Regions from separate parts of the Mus musculus genome. Here regions 2 and 3 are each linked to region 1. The links are chromatin contacts, called in public promoter capture Hi-C maps. All regions are on one chromosome and are shown on one strand. The core of a region is the stretch at or near the end of the contact, and the rest is flanking DNA. Distances in the headings are between cores, read along the strand shown. Region 1 holds the start of Pramel12 (PRAME like 12). Region 2 holds the start of Vamp3 (vesicle-associated membrane protein 3). Region 3 holds the start of Camta1 (calmodulin binding transcription activator 1).

The links. Promoter capture Hi-C pulls out the DNA fragments that hold promoters and counts their contacts.
Region 2: a contact with region 1 is called in a promoter capture Hi-C map of pre-B cells, with 3 times the contacts expected there. The contact joins the promoter of Vamp3 here to the promoter of Pramel12 in region 1. A contact is called at or near these places in 1 of 39 promoter capture datasets (pre-B cells) and 2 of 484 Hi-C or Micro-C datasets (B cells and pre-B cells).
Region 3: a promoter capture Hi-C map of pre-B cells shows a contact between it and region 1, with 7 times the contacts expected there. The contact joins the promoter of Camta1 here to the promoter of Pramel12 in region 1. A contact is called at or near these places in 3 of 39 promoter capture datasets (the C10 cell line and pre-B cells) and 1 of 484 Hi-C or Micro-C datasets (CD4 T cells).

Annotation. Positions count from the first base shown.
Region 1 is chr4:143,410,596-143,414,508 of GRCm38.p6, reverse strand. It overlaps Pramel12 (PRAME like 12), which reads right to left and starts at 2,083. Exons shown (of 5, transcript NM_172877.3): 1 at 1,418-2,083.
Region 2 is chr4:151,055,939-151,059,586 of GRCm38.p6, reverse strand. Vamp3 (vesicle-associated membrane protein 3) reads left to right here and starts at 1,634. Exons shown (of 5, transcript NM_009498.4): 1 at 1,634-1,713; 2 at 3,344-3,425. The coding sequence starts at 1,712. It overlaps Gm38529, which reads right to left. Exons shown (of 2, transcript XM_017320565.2): 2 at 531-3,635. The coding sequence starts at 2,146. The coding sequence ends at 1,577. Camta1 (calmodulin binding transcription activator 1) reads left to right here. Exons shown (of 24, transcript NM_001081557.3): 24 at 1-64.
Region 3 is chr4:151,860,487-151,863,955 of GRCm38.p6, reverse strand. Camta1 (calmodulin binding transcription activator 1) reads left to right here and starts at 2,188. Exons shown (of 24, transcript NM_001081557.3): 1 at 2,188-2,331. The coding sequence starts at 2,287. All of the region lies in intron 2 of Gm42357 (a long non-coding RNA gene), which reads right to left. 9230110K08Rik (a long non-coding RNA gene) reads right to left here and starts at 2,212. Exons shown (of 2, transcript XR_390981.3): 1 at 1,099-2,212; 2 at 645-792.

The DNA.
Region 1 (3,913 bases), core at 834-3,333:
CCAGGGCCTGGCCCAAACTAGACAAGCACTCTGCCAGTAGGCTGCATTCCTAACTCATTTGTTTCATTTTATGTAAACAAGGTCACCCCAGTCTAGCCCAGAACTGGAGATCACGCTTCATTGTGTTTCTAGGGCTGGAATGCCAGAAAGAAGTAAGCAGCCCACCTGGCTTCTTTTTATTTTAATTTGGATCAAGGTCAAGTTAAATTATCCAGGCTAAACCAACTACATTCCTATAGCTTCAGTCCTCAGACGAGATGGGACTTGTAGTCCTGTGCCATAAAACCTCTTCAATCCCAACGCCAAGGAAGCAGCAGAGGCAGGCAGGTCTCTGTGAGTTTGAGGCCAGCCTGGTCTTCAATGCTAGTTCCAGGACAGCAGGGGGTACAAAAGAAACCCTGTCTCTGAAAAATTTAAAAAAAAAAAACAAAAACAAAAAGTGAAAGAAAGAAAACAAATCTCAATTTAGATCTCAAATTTCAAAACATTAACTTTTGTAAAATTTAAGGAATTTCAAGCTAATCAATCAAATGTAGAGTTAGAAGGTCAGGGGTTCAACTGAGACCAGCCCAAGCTTAACGAGACTCTGTCTTTAAGAAATTTTAAAGTCAGTGGGCAACACTAGCTAGACATGGTAGTGCATGCCTTAAAACCAAAGCCTTAAAACCAAATACTCAAGAAGCAGATGCAAATGGATCTCTGTGCATTCCAGGTCACCCAGGGCTACAGAGAAACTCTGCCTAAAAAAAAAAAAAAAAAAAAAAAGTAAGAATGTAAATGAATAAAATCCAAACTCTAAGAAGATGGAATTAAAAGGATCAGATAAGACTATGTCTTCAAAATAAAATGAAATGAAAATTTTAAAATGTGAAGTCAGATATGATGAGACTACATGTGAATTCTACCATATTCTGCATGTGACTCTGTCTCTAAAAAGAAAAATTAAAATAAGCCTTAAATATTGAATCATTAATTCAACATTCAGAGGGGTGAGGCAGTCTGAAGCCAACCTGAGCTAGACTAAGGCCCCATCTAAAAAAACAAAAACAAAAACAAAAAACAAAGAAAAAATTTAACTTGACACAAACCAAGGTATAATTCTAGATATTCCATTAACTTTCAGCTTGTAGTTCCAGCTTGGGGAGGCAGATGCAGAACTGCCAGGTAATTTAAAAGCACTCTTGGCTGATCTGCGTTCTAGGTGGGCCTGGGCAGCAAAGTAAGGTCATGCCTCAAATAAAATAAAATAATAAATGAAACCAGCAAATTAAGGTCGAAGATGATGGCAACCATCACTATTAGTAAACTCAATGCCTGCGATCTGTTCCTGGGAAGAGAAGAAATCAGAGTTCCTTTGGCATCTTGGGTCAAGTGGCCCTCAATCAAAACTGTGCCCTTCTGGAGGTGACTGACTTACCAGAAACAAGAACTGATGGCAGAACTCAGAATCCCAGCAGGCCCAGGCAGTCAGTCCAAGCTCGGACTCCAAGTGCTGGTGAGTGTCTTCCCGAGCTTCTCTAAAGCTTTTATAGCCATCTTCACTTCAAACTTCCGGCCTGAGGCGTTTTCATCCGTCTCGCACTTCCGGCCTGCAGCGTTTTCATCCGTATCTGTCTCGCACTTCCGGCCTGAAGTGTTTTAGCCGTATCCGGTCCCACACTTCCGGGTTCCGTTTTATACTTCCGGCCTGAAGCGGTTTTTATTTTTTTGTTTTTCGGCGGTTTGTTTTTTGTTTTTTGTTTTCTTTTTGGTCGCCCCTCCCCCGGCTCGGTCCGCGTATTCTGTCTCACATTTCCGGTTTGTAGTCCCGCCTGTCAACCACAAGCCGTCCTCTGATTGGATGACTGAGTTTCCGCCACGTCTGGGCGTTTTCTGTTTCTGTATTGATTGACAACATAGTCTCCGTGGAAAAGGAAAAAAAAAAAAGAAAGAAAGAAAAAAACAGCCGGGAAAACCGCGCACATCCGCGGAGAGGCAGATGCAGGCGGATCTCTGGGGAGGTAAAGCCAAATTCACGGAGATGAGGGAAAAAAATCCTGAAAGCCGCGGAAGCGGTTCACGCCCTTAATCCCAGAACTCCTGTGAGCGATTCAGGCGGATCCCTGTGACGTCCGGAGCAGCCTGCTCTACGTAGAGCTCCAATACAGCCAGGACTACATAGTGAAACTCTGACTCAAAAAATAATAATTTAAAAAAAAAAACTGAGATTCCGTGAAAGTCAAAAGCCGATGCGTTAATTCACTTCATTCAATTTGTTTTCTGTATTTGCTTTACTTATTTATTTTCTTGTTAATTCACTTGGTTCTGCATTTCTTTCATGAATGAAAAAATAATAAACTAAGGACATGGCTGCTTCTAAGTATGGTGGAGGAGGAGGTTTATTGTAGGGGAAAAGGGAAGCATAGGCAGACAGCTGGGGGAGTTCAGAGTGGACATAACCCCTGAGCCATAAGACCCGGGTGCTGTGGCCAAAAGGTAAAAAGGGGGCAGGTAACTAAAATGGCTGGGTTATATAGAGAAGGGCAACACAAGCTGGAGAATTTGGGGTAGAAGGTGGAGTGTGCCAGCCATACCCTGTAACAAGGGGTACTGGGAGAACGTGGCAGCCTGGTCCACATTGATATGTTAAATAGGCACCTCAGCCATTTATTTGAGACTTAGAGTTTCAGAGGTGGAATCTTGCTCAGTACCTAAGGTTGATTTGGAACTCCAACTCTTAGCCAGTCTCCAGTCTCCACCTTCCTCTGGGGTTGAGCCAAGAGGAAGTTGTGAGCCAACATACCTGGCGGAATTGTATTCATTTGTGGCCCACTTAGTTCTAAGTATGAGTCACTGGGGATAGGAGTTTTAATCTGTGCCTGACGAATAGACATTTCTTAAAGCTGATATTATTATTGGCAAAGTTACGAATATGTTCTGGATCAGGGCCTGAGCTGGATGCTCTCTACCAGTCATCTGCTGTGGCATCTTCTCAGAAGGCAGGAAGATGTTCCCATTAATACTGCAGTAAGTGGCCTGGGAAGAAAGCTCAGTTTATAGAACAGTTGCTGCCCAGTATTCTCAAAGGTGCACTGTCCAGCAAGCACTGCATGCACCAGACAGACACTGTGGGGCATACTTGTAATCTCAGAACTAAAAAGTTAAGAGTTAGGAGGATCAGTTCAAAGTCATTTTTCCCCAAGCTTCATTGCCGGCCCAGGCTATATAGACCCTTACTCTCAAACGATGAAGAAACTTGCCTTTGAGAACAAAGGTTTTCCACATTAGGTTTTCCAGAAGGTAGAAGATGCTTCAGAAAGTGTCAGCCAGCACACTGGCTAGAGAACATGCAATAGAGAGTGGGGGCTGTGGGGTGGGTGAAATGGCTCATAGGTAAGGAGACCTGCCACAGCACTAGACTATTGGGTTCAGTCACACACTTAAGTGCTGGAAGAAGAAAACTGACTCTTGGGCTTGCCCTCTGACCTCCACATACACCCACAGACATACAGAAAATACACATACTTTTTTTTAAAAAATGAAAAGGAAGGTAAAGCCAGAGTGATAGCTCAAGCTTATATCTCAGCACTCAGGAGGCTGAAGAAAGCTTGCTACAAGTTTTGGGTCTAGCCTGGACAACATACTAAAACTCAGTTTCTAGTAAACAGCTAACACTGGAAGCAGGACCTCAGTGCCACAGGGTATCTTGCCATCAGACCTGAGGGCTTAGGTGATAATAACCTAGAAGCTCTGGAGTTAGGAGCTGTGGCAGCCTGGGATATCAGAGAGCAAGCACACAGTAGAGAAAGGCAGTACCTCTCTGGCAGTGTGGTTGGTAGCACCTGAAAGTTTTGGTTTTGTTTGTTTGTTTGTTTTGCTTTGTTTTAATATAGAGTCTCTTTACATAATCCTGCCTGTTCTGGAGCTCACTGTG
Region 2 (3,648 bases), core at 385-2,884, 7.6 Mb before region 1:
AATGTTTTCTGAATGCTTTATATTCTTTCTGCTGTAAATTAAAAATGAAGAAAATTTCCCCATATTATCTGTGTTTTGCTTTAACCTGATCTGAAATCCAAGGTGTTGACAGTGAGGTCATAGTTAGAACTGGAAGTATTATTTTACTTTCCACATGCAGTGTTCTCCCACCCAGCCTTTCACTTAGAGCCACTTTCCCAAAGCACTTCCTTTCTACCTACCTTGCCTGGTTCCTTAACACATCGATTTATTTTAAATGCAGTTACTTGGAAGATAAGGATCTCAATTTTAAATTAACCTTTCTCATGTAGCTCAGAGTACCCATGAATTCCCAACGCTTAAGCTTAAGGGTGACATTGAACCTCTTAACCTTTTACCTAAAAGCTTTCGTTGCGATTATGGGTGTGCTAACAGCCTGGGTCTACGTGGTTCTGGGGATCAAACCCAGGGCTGCATATTAGACAAGCACTCTGCCAACTAAGTACACTCTTTAGCTCTACTAGGTAGTTGGCTGGGTTGTGTGTGTGTGGTTTTTGTGTGTGTTTTTTTTTTTTTTAAGACCCTTTCCAGCTTACCTCACAAGGCCTCCCTGCTAGGTATTCTTCGTCACTGTTCCAGTCCTCTTGGCTGTAGAGTTCTGTTATCTCTCTGGTAGGACTTCACTTCTGATCTACCTCAGAACTAGTGCCAGTTTCACACTCTGAACCTCCCACCAGGAGCCCACTGCATTTTCTGTTCACTGTTTAAGCCCGGCCCCACACTCTCCATTTCCTCCTATCCAGAATGGTTTTTATAACTACTACTCAACCTAGTACCCACTGGTGTGGCGCTCTTTAATTGCAACACACACCTTTGGGAGTTACCATGCTGAAGTGGAAAAATACCTTAGTGTATTTCATTGAGTGAATCCACCAACGGAGTTTATTTAGTCTGTTTTAGACCTTGTTGGGATTCTTTTCCACATAACTACTCACCCCCGTTGAACAAAAATTGAGTGTCGTCTCCGCAAGGGCCAGGGAATTACAGAAATGAAGAACCTTACAGTTCTCTAAGCCAAGGCTCCCTTTAGGGATTTAATATCCGTGCAATGGCAAATATTTGTCATGTGAGAACCTGAGAGGAGACTTCTCCCAAATCCTGTGGCCAAGACTCCACATGGACTTCCTACTGCCTCTTTCTCAGAAAAGAACTTTGTCTCCTCAGGACCACTAGATTATTCTGGAACGTTAGGCACGTCCGCTGTTTCTAACATGAGAGACAAGGTATGCGGGCTCACAGTAATGTAAAACGTACCCATTCTCACTCTAAACTGCCTTTCCAGGGCTAGAGACAGGGCAGCAGAGACACTGCAGGGAGCTGCTGTGATTCCTTGGCGGCGAAGAGCCCAGCCCAAAGGCGCAGGCGCCGCGCTCTAGCCCCGCCCACTTGTCCACCGAGAACGCCCGCCCACTCGTCAGCGCCGGCGCTACTTCAGCGCAAGCTCTGGCCCCTCCCACTCCGCTCTGCTCCGAGGTGACAGCCCGCGCTGCGCCCGGCTCGATTCCTATCCCGCCCATTTCCGGCGCGCCCCTGGCGACTAAGAGCGCGTCGCGGGTTCCGGTCCGGCCACCGCTCGTGACGTCACCACGGCCCCGCCCATCTCCTCAGCCTCGGTTGCCTGCAGCGCGAGTCCGTCGACCCTCGGCCATTCGCCGCCGCCACCGCCGCCAAAATGTGAGTGACGCGCTGCGCTGAGAGGCGAGGCGGGCTCCGGGGATGGTGGCCCACTCCTGCGACCCGCTTCAGGCGCGGTGGCCGCTGCTTGACACTCGGACTCGAGTGGAGGCCTCGCAGGCCTACGCGCGGAGTCCCGGGGCCTGAGGTGGGCAGCGGCCCCGCGGTGCACCCTGTCCCCGGACGCTGCGGGACGAGTCGTGGCGCCGCGACGTCCCCGAGTGCCCCGCGGACGGCGGGCAGACGCGGAAGGACGGGGGTGGGGACACCGCCTGACCGAGGAAGCGGCCGCCACACCCCGCGGCTCCTTCCTCGCGAGGGGCGGGAGCGAGCGTGAACGCTCACTCTGTGCGCGGGGTGCGCCCGGCAGGAGCGGGAGACCTGAGGTGGCCGGGAGCCCGTCGTAGGCCAGCGTTTGGCGCTCCCGACGCATCTGGGCAATGGGTTTCTCTTCCGTTTTAAGCCAGCACACTCTGGTTTTAAAATTGGTTTCTAATTGCAACCTTCAGCCAGAATTGTTGTCACCACTTAAGATGTACCTGGTCAGACTGCTGAGCAAATGGCAGTGTCCGGTCCACACTCAAGAGGATTAAATTGGTTCAGTTCAGCCAGCCGCATGTTCAGCCTAAGTTTTAATAAGATGGGAAGGATCGTAGTATCCTCTTTAGTGATATTAGACTTTAAAGAGAGAAAAAATAAATAACATGGATAGTGCTTCCAGAGCACGGTCCTTACCTGTTTAATTTTCGGACCCTGAGTTATGTGAGACAGCCATCAGTGATGTGTCCTTGGTGGTAGACACAGTGCAAACTTTAAAAAGTGCTGTGAGTCAACCCTAGAGTGACAGTTGTGTAGGAAGGCAAAAATTGGAAGCTGTTTTAGATACAAGAGTTTAATGGAGGCAATAAGGACTTAAAAACCAGAGTACTTGTGAAAAGTGGGGATGAGTGAAAATCCAGACTCACTGAACCTATGAGAGATGAATGACTTTCCAACAGAGACAGTTGCTTCAGCCTCCTTCCCGTTCATACAGACCCCCTCCATGCACTTTGAACCTATTTCTTCATATTGTCTGTTCTGTGATTGTTCCTAATTATCAGCCACAACAAAAAGATCAGGAGTCTACTTTAAACATCTGTGTGTCTTAAAGCAAGTTTAAAAAAAAAAAAAACCCACACTTTATTGACATAGAACAGATCTTGTTAAATATTTGTTTCAGACTTTTATCACTATCAAGTGATACAGTCTTAAGAATTATTGAGGGGTTATAAAAACATATTAGTGCCTTTATTTTTTACCTTGGGACTTTTAAGAAATAACTGCAGTGTAAGGAGTTAAGACTGCGTCCCACCATAACAGTTTATACACACAAACAGGCCATGGTATACTTGAGAGCAAAGGACACTTGAGAGCAGAGAACAACCTCACATGTCAGTCCTGGCTTTCCACCTTATTGGAGACACTATCTCTTGTTCAGTGCTGCATGTATCAGGTGAGCTGGCCCTCAGGCTTCCAAGACTCTCATGTGTCCACCTCCCATGTCATGGTTGGAGCATTGGGATTATATATTAGCTTATCAAGTGCACTGGGAATTACAGTGTACTCATACTTGTGACTTTATACCTTTCAGGTCTACAGGTGTGCCTTCGGGGTCAAGTGCTGCCACTGGCAGTAATCGAAGACTCCAGCAGACACAAAATCAAGTAGATGAGGTACCACTCTAAAATTTTAAATGTGACTTTTAAACAAACATGGGAATTCTCTAGAATTTTATTTAGAAAAAGAGTCGTTGGAGCTAGAAAGATGTCTCGGGAGTTAAAAGAACACTTACTTGTTCTAGCAGAGGATCCACCTGGGTTCCAAGCACTCTCATTTGTATCACGAAACTGCTTGTAACTGCCTCCAAGGGCACATGCATGCACCTGTACACACAGA
Region 3 (3,469 bases), core at 939-3,438, 8.4 Mb before region 1:
ATTGTCCACTTCTGACAATTTATCTGTTAAACAGCCAACATTAGCACTTTGGGACGTGTCCACTTAAAAAAATACGTTATTATTTTTTTAACTATGTGTATGAATGAGGGATGTACAGGTATATGTGGTATATATGAGGGATGAGCACGGGTGGTTTAGAGCCGGAGCCCCTGGCAGTTCTGAGCTGTCCAGTGTGGGTGCTGGGAACGGGGCTGGGGTCCCCTGGGAAAGCCGATTGAGCCTCTCACTGTGGAGCCACCTCCCCAGCCTTCAGCGTTCATTTCTTTGTTGTAACAAACACAGTGATTAGTGAAGAACACCGTCACACACTGAGCAACCCCACACCCAATTTGGAGTTATTTCCTTAGAACAGATTCTCAGAAGTAAGATTACTAGGTCAAAAGATGTAGATATTTTTACGGCTTTTAATACATACTGTGAAATTGCTTTTTGAAAGAGTTATTCTAACTTACAACGCCACCAGCGTTTCCAGAGGCAGGTTTCCGCTCCCAAATCGTCTACACTAGTGCTATTAAGAATGCTAATCGATAAAATACTGTACCCTGGTTGTTAAAAATTTCGCCTTTTTTTTTGAGGCTCATAAAATTAAAGTTTGTTGAAGAATGAGTATACAATACAAAACATTCTTTTGGGACATCTTTATTTTTGGAACAACCTAAGCAATTCTCAACGGTGACCATCATAAGAAGACCACACGTTGTTAGGATTGGCACAGACTGGCTTTGACGATCAATCCTAACGCCAAAACACTCGATCGACTTTTCAGTGTTTCTGCTAGTAGCAAACGGAGAGAGAGAGAAAAAAATGTTGAGGAATCAAACAGTGCAAGTTTACAGAGAGGATCTGGAGCTCAGCTGCTTTTCATTAAAGTGCATTCTCCTTCCTTCCCTCCCGCTTCCCTTCAGTGCACCTGCAGAATCCCTGCATGGTGTTTGCCCTCCCTCTTCTCCTTCCCTTTTATTTTTCTATGTGCGGAATTCCTGCACTCTGCCCTTCCCCTCCCTCTCTCCTTCCATCCTTTCCTCTATTTTCTGGCCACGTTCAGAGCCCCTGATTTCTCTCGAGAAGGCGCAGTACTTTGCAGCTCTTCTGGCCCGGGCTTGTGTCTGCAGGGCGTGCGAATCTCTCCGGTGTGGACCTACAGGCAGGAGAGCTGCGCGGAGCTGCGGCTGGAACCCGACCGAAGCGCCGGGAGCCCGGGAGGGATTGGCTAGGCTAGCCGAGGTCGAGCGTTCCGAGCCCTAGATCCGCGGCTGCAGCCTGGGACAGGCACCTATGACTCATCGGCTCCGCCGGTCACATGGGCAACGTGACCAAAATAAAGTTTCAGTATTTTAAGCCGCTAGAAAAGGGGACAGAGGAGCGCAAGGCAGGCGGGAGCGTAGGGTGGCCGCGGGGACGCTGCGCCGGCCGAGGGGGCGGGGCTGAGGCCAGGAAGGGGCGGGATTTGGCCGAGGGGCGTGGTCTGCCGGGAGGTGCGCCCCTCCCCCGTGTCGGGCAGCGACGCCCCGACTCTCGGCTAAACGGTTCGGGAACGCTGTGAACCGGCACGCCTCGGTGCCTTACGTATCCCTCCGGCAGGGCCGCCCCCCGCCAGCGCCGCAGGCTGCGGGATCCCGGAGATCCCAGCGTGTCCTCCGAAGACACCGGGACCCCCACGCGCCAGCAGCGGCTTCCCCGGGAACGTCCTTCAGCTCCCGGAGCACGCGGGAAAAGCCCCAGCACACCAATGAGCGAGCGCCTTCCTCATGACGGTCACGCTGGGGGGCGGGGCTTCCCACAGCCGTTCCCGAGTTCCGGGAACCCCCTTTGATTGGTCTGGACGGCTTGGGAAACACTGTAGTGACGTCCAATCAAAACACCACGTCTCGGCCTCGAGGAAATATTCCGTGTCAGCCTCATCCTGATTGGGCCATCCTTTCGACCTCTGTCCACTAGGAAGCTTTGTTTAGGTCTGGAGGGCGGGTTTTCCCGGGAGTGGGTGGGGAGGGGGCGTTGATTCCAGGCCAATCACTTTAGTCGGTGCGGTGGTGATCAGCCAATGGACAGGGTGGATAGGACGCTCCTCCCGGAGAGTAGTGAGACCCCTGGTGCGGTCCGATTGGTCGCGGGAGCCGTGACTGGCAGACGCACCAACCAGTGGGCGCTGTGCGTGGGCCGCGGGGCGGGGCCAGGGCGGGTGCGCGGCGGCGGCGGGGTGGCTGGGCCGGCGGCGGCGGCGGTACGAGGCGCGCGCTCGGGGTCCCGGTCGCGAGGAGGAGGAGGATGTGGCGCGCGGAGGGGAAATGGCTGCCGAAAACAAGCCGGAAGGTGAGAGCCGGAGCGTGAGGGCCCGGGGCTGTCAGGGTGGCGGCGACACGGCGAGCCCGGGGCCGCGCCGGACATCCCGGGCATCGGCGGCGCGGGGCGCGAGCGCGGGGGCGCGGCGGGCGCGGGGAGGGCGCCGGCGGGGTGGGGGGGGCGGAGCGCGGCCGAGTCCTGAGGTGACTCGCGGGCCGGCCGAGCGGGGCGCCCCGCACCCAGCCCCGGGGGCGGCAGGCCGGGGCGGGGGGCGCGCGGGGCGGGGGCCGGGCCCAGCGAGGAGGAGGAGAAGCCGCGACGCCTCCCGCACCCGGCCCGGGGCATCCCCGCCGTGTCGGTCGGGGTGTCAGGGGGCCGCGGGGCGGAAAGTTTCCCGGGCCGCGGGGGCTCGCGGGCACCGGTGCCGGCGGCCGTAGCGGCGTCAGGGCCGGACGTTCCCCTCCACAGCCCCCCTCGGGCCGCGCGGCGCCTCCTAGCGCCGGCGTGGGGGGTGTCCCCGCGCGGGTCCCCGCCAGGGGGCCCCCCTCGTGCCGAGCGCCCCTCGGCCGAGGCCCCGGGCGACCCCTCCCCCAGCAGGGCCGGGGTCCTCGCGCGGCCTCCCCGCCCCTCACAGCATGCTCTTCCACACTTGCCCTTGCACCCTCACTACCGGGAGGGTGGGGTCTCCACACTGCCATGCCCTTTACCTTCCGTGACCCCGATCCTCTCCGAGCACTGAGGGTTCCGTGTCAGCCTGTCCCCTTTTTGAGGGGACTCTCGTGGGGCCGCGGAGCCTCTGCACGCTGGGTTAATCTTTTTTTTTTTTTTTGGCCAGGACAAGGGGACTCGGGGCTACCCATGTTCTTCCTTCTTAGCTCACCCAGTGGCTTGTGGGGCCCTGTGCAGCTCTGAAGTCATTTCTAAATAGGCAGGCAGACACTTCTTCCAGATCTGTACTCTTTCCGTACACTTTCCTGGGTTAGGGTGAGCTCATTTCCTGAACACCCTTCGAGTTGCCCTCTTTCTTGTTGGGAAAACCGGACGCTCCAATGCTCCTCTCCCTAGCTGTCTGCCTCTCTCCTTGGAGTTCCCTGTCTGGGCCAGGGTGGGCGCCCCAGTAAGATGTAGGGCAGGCAGGACTTCCGATGTGCCTACCACTTGAGTGTAA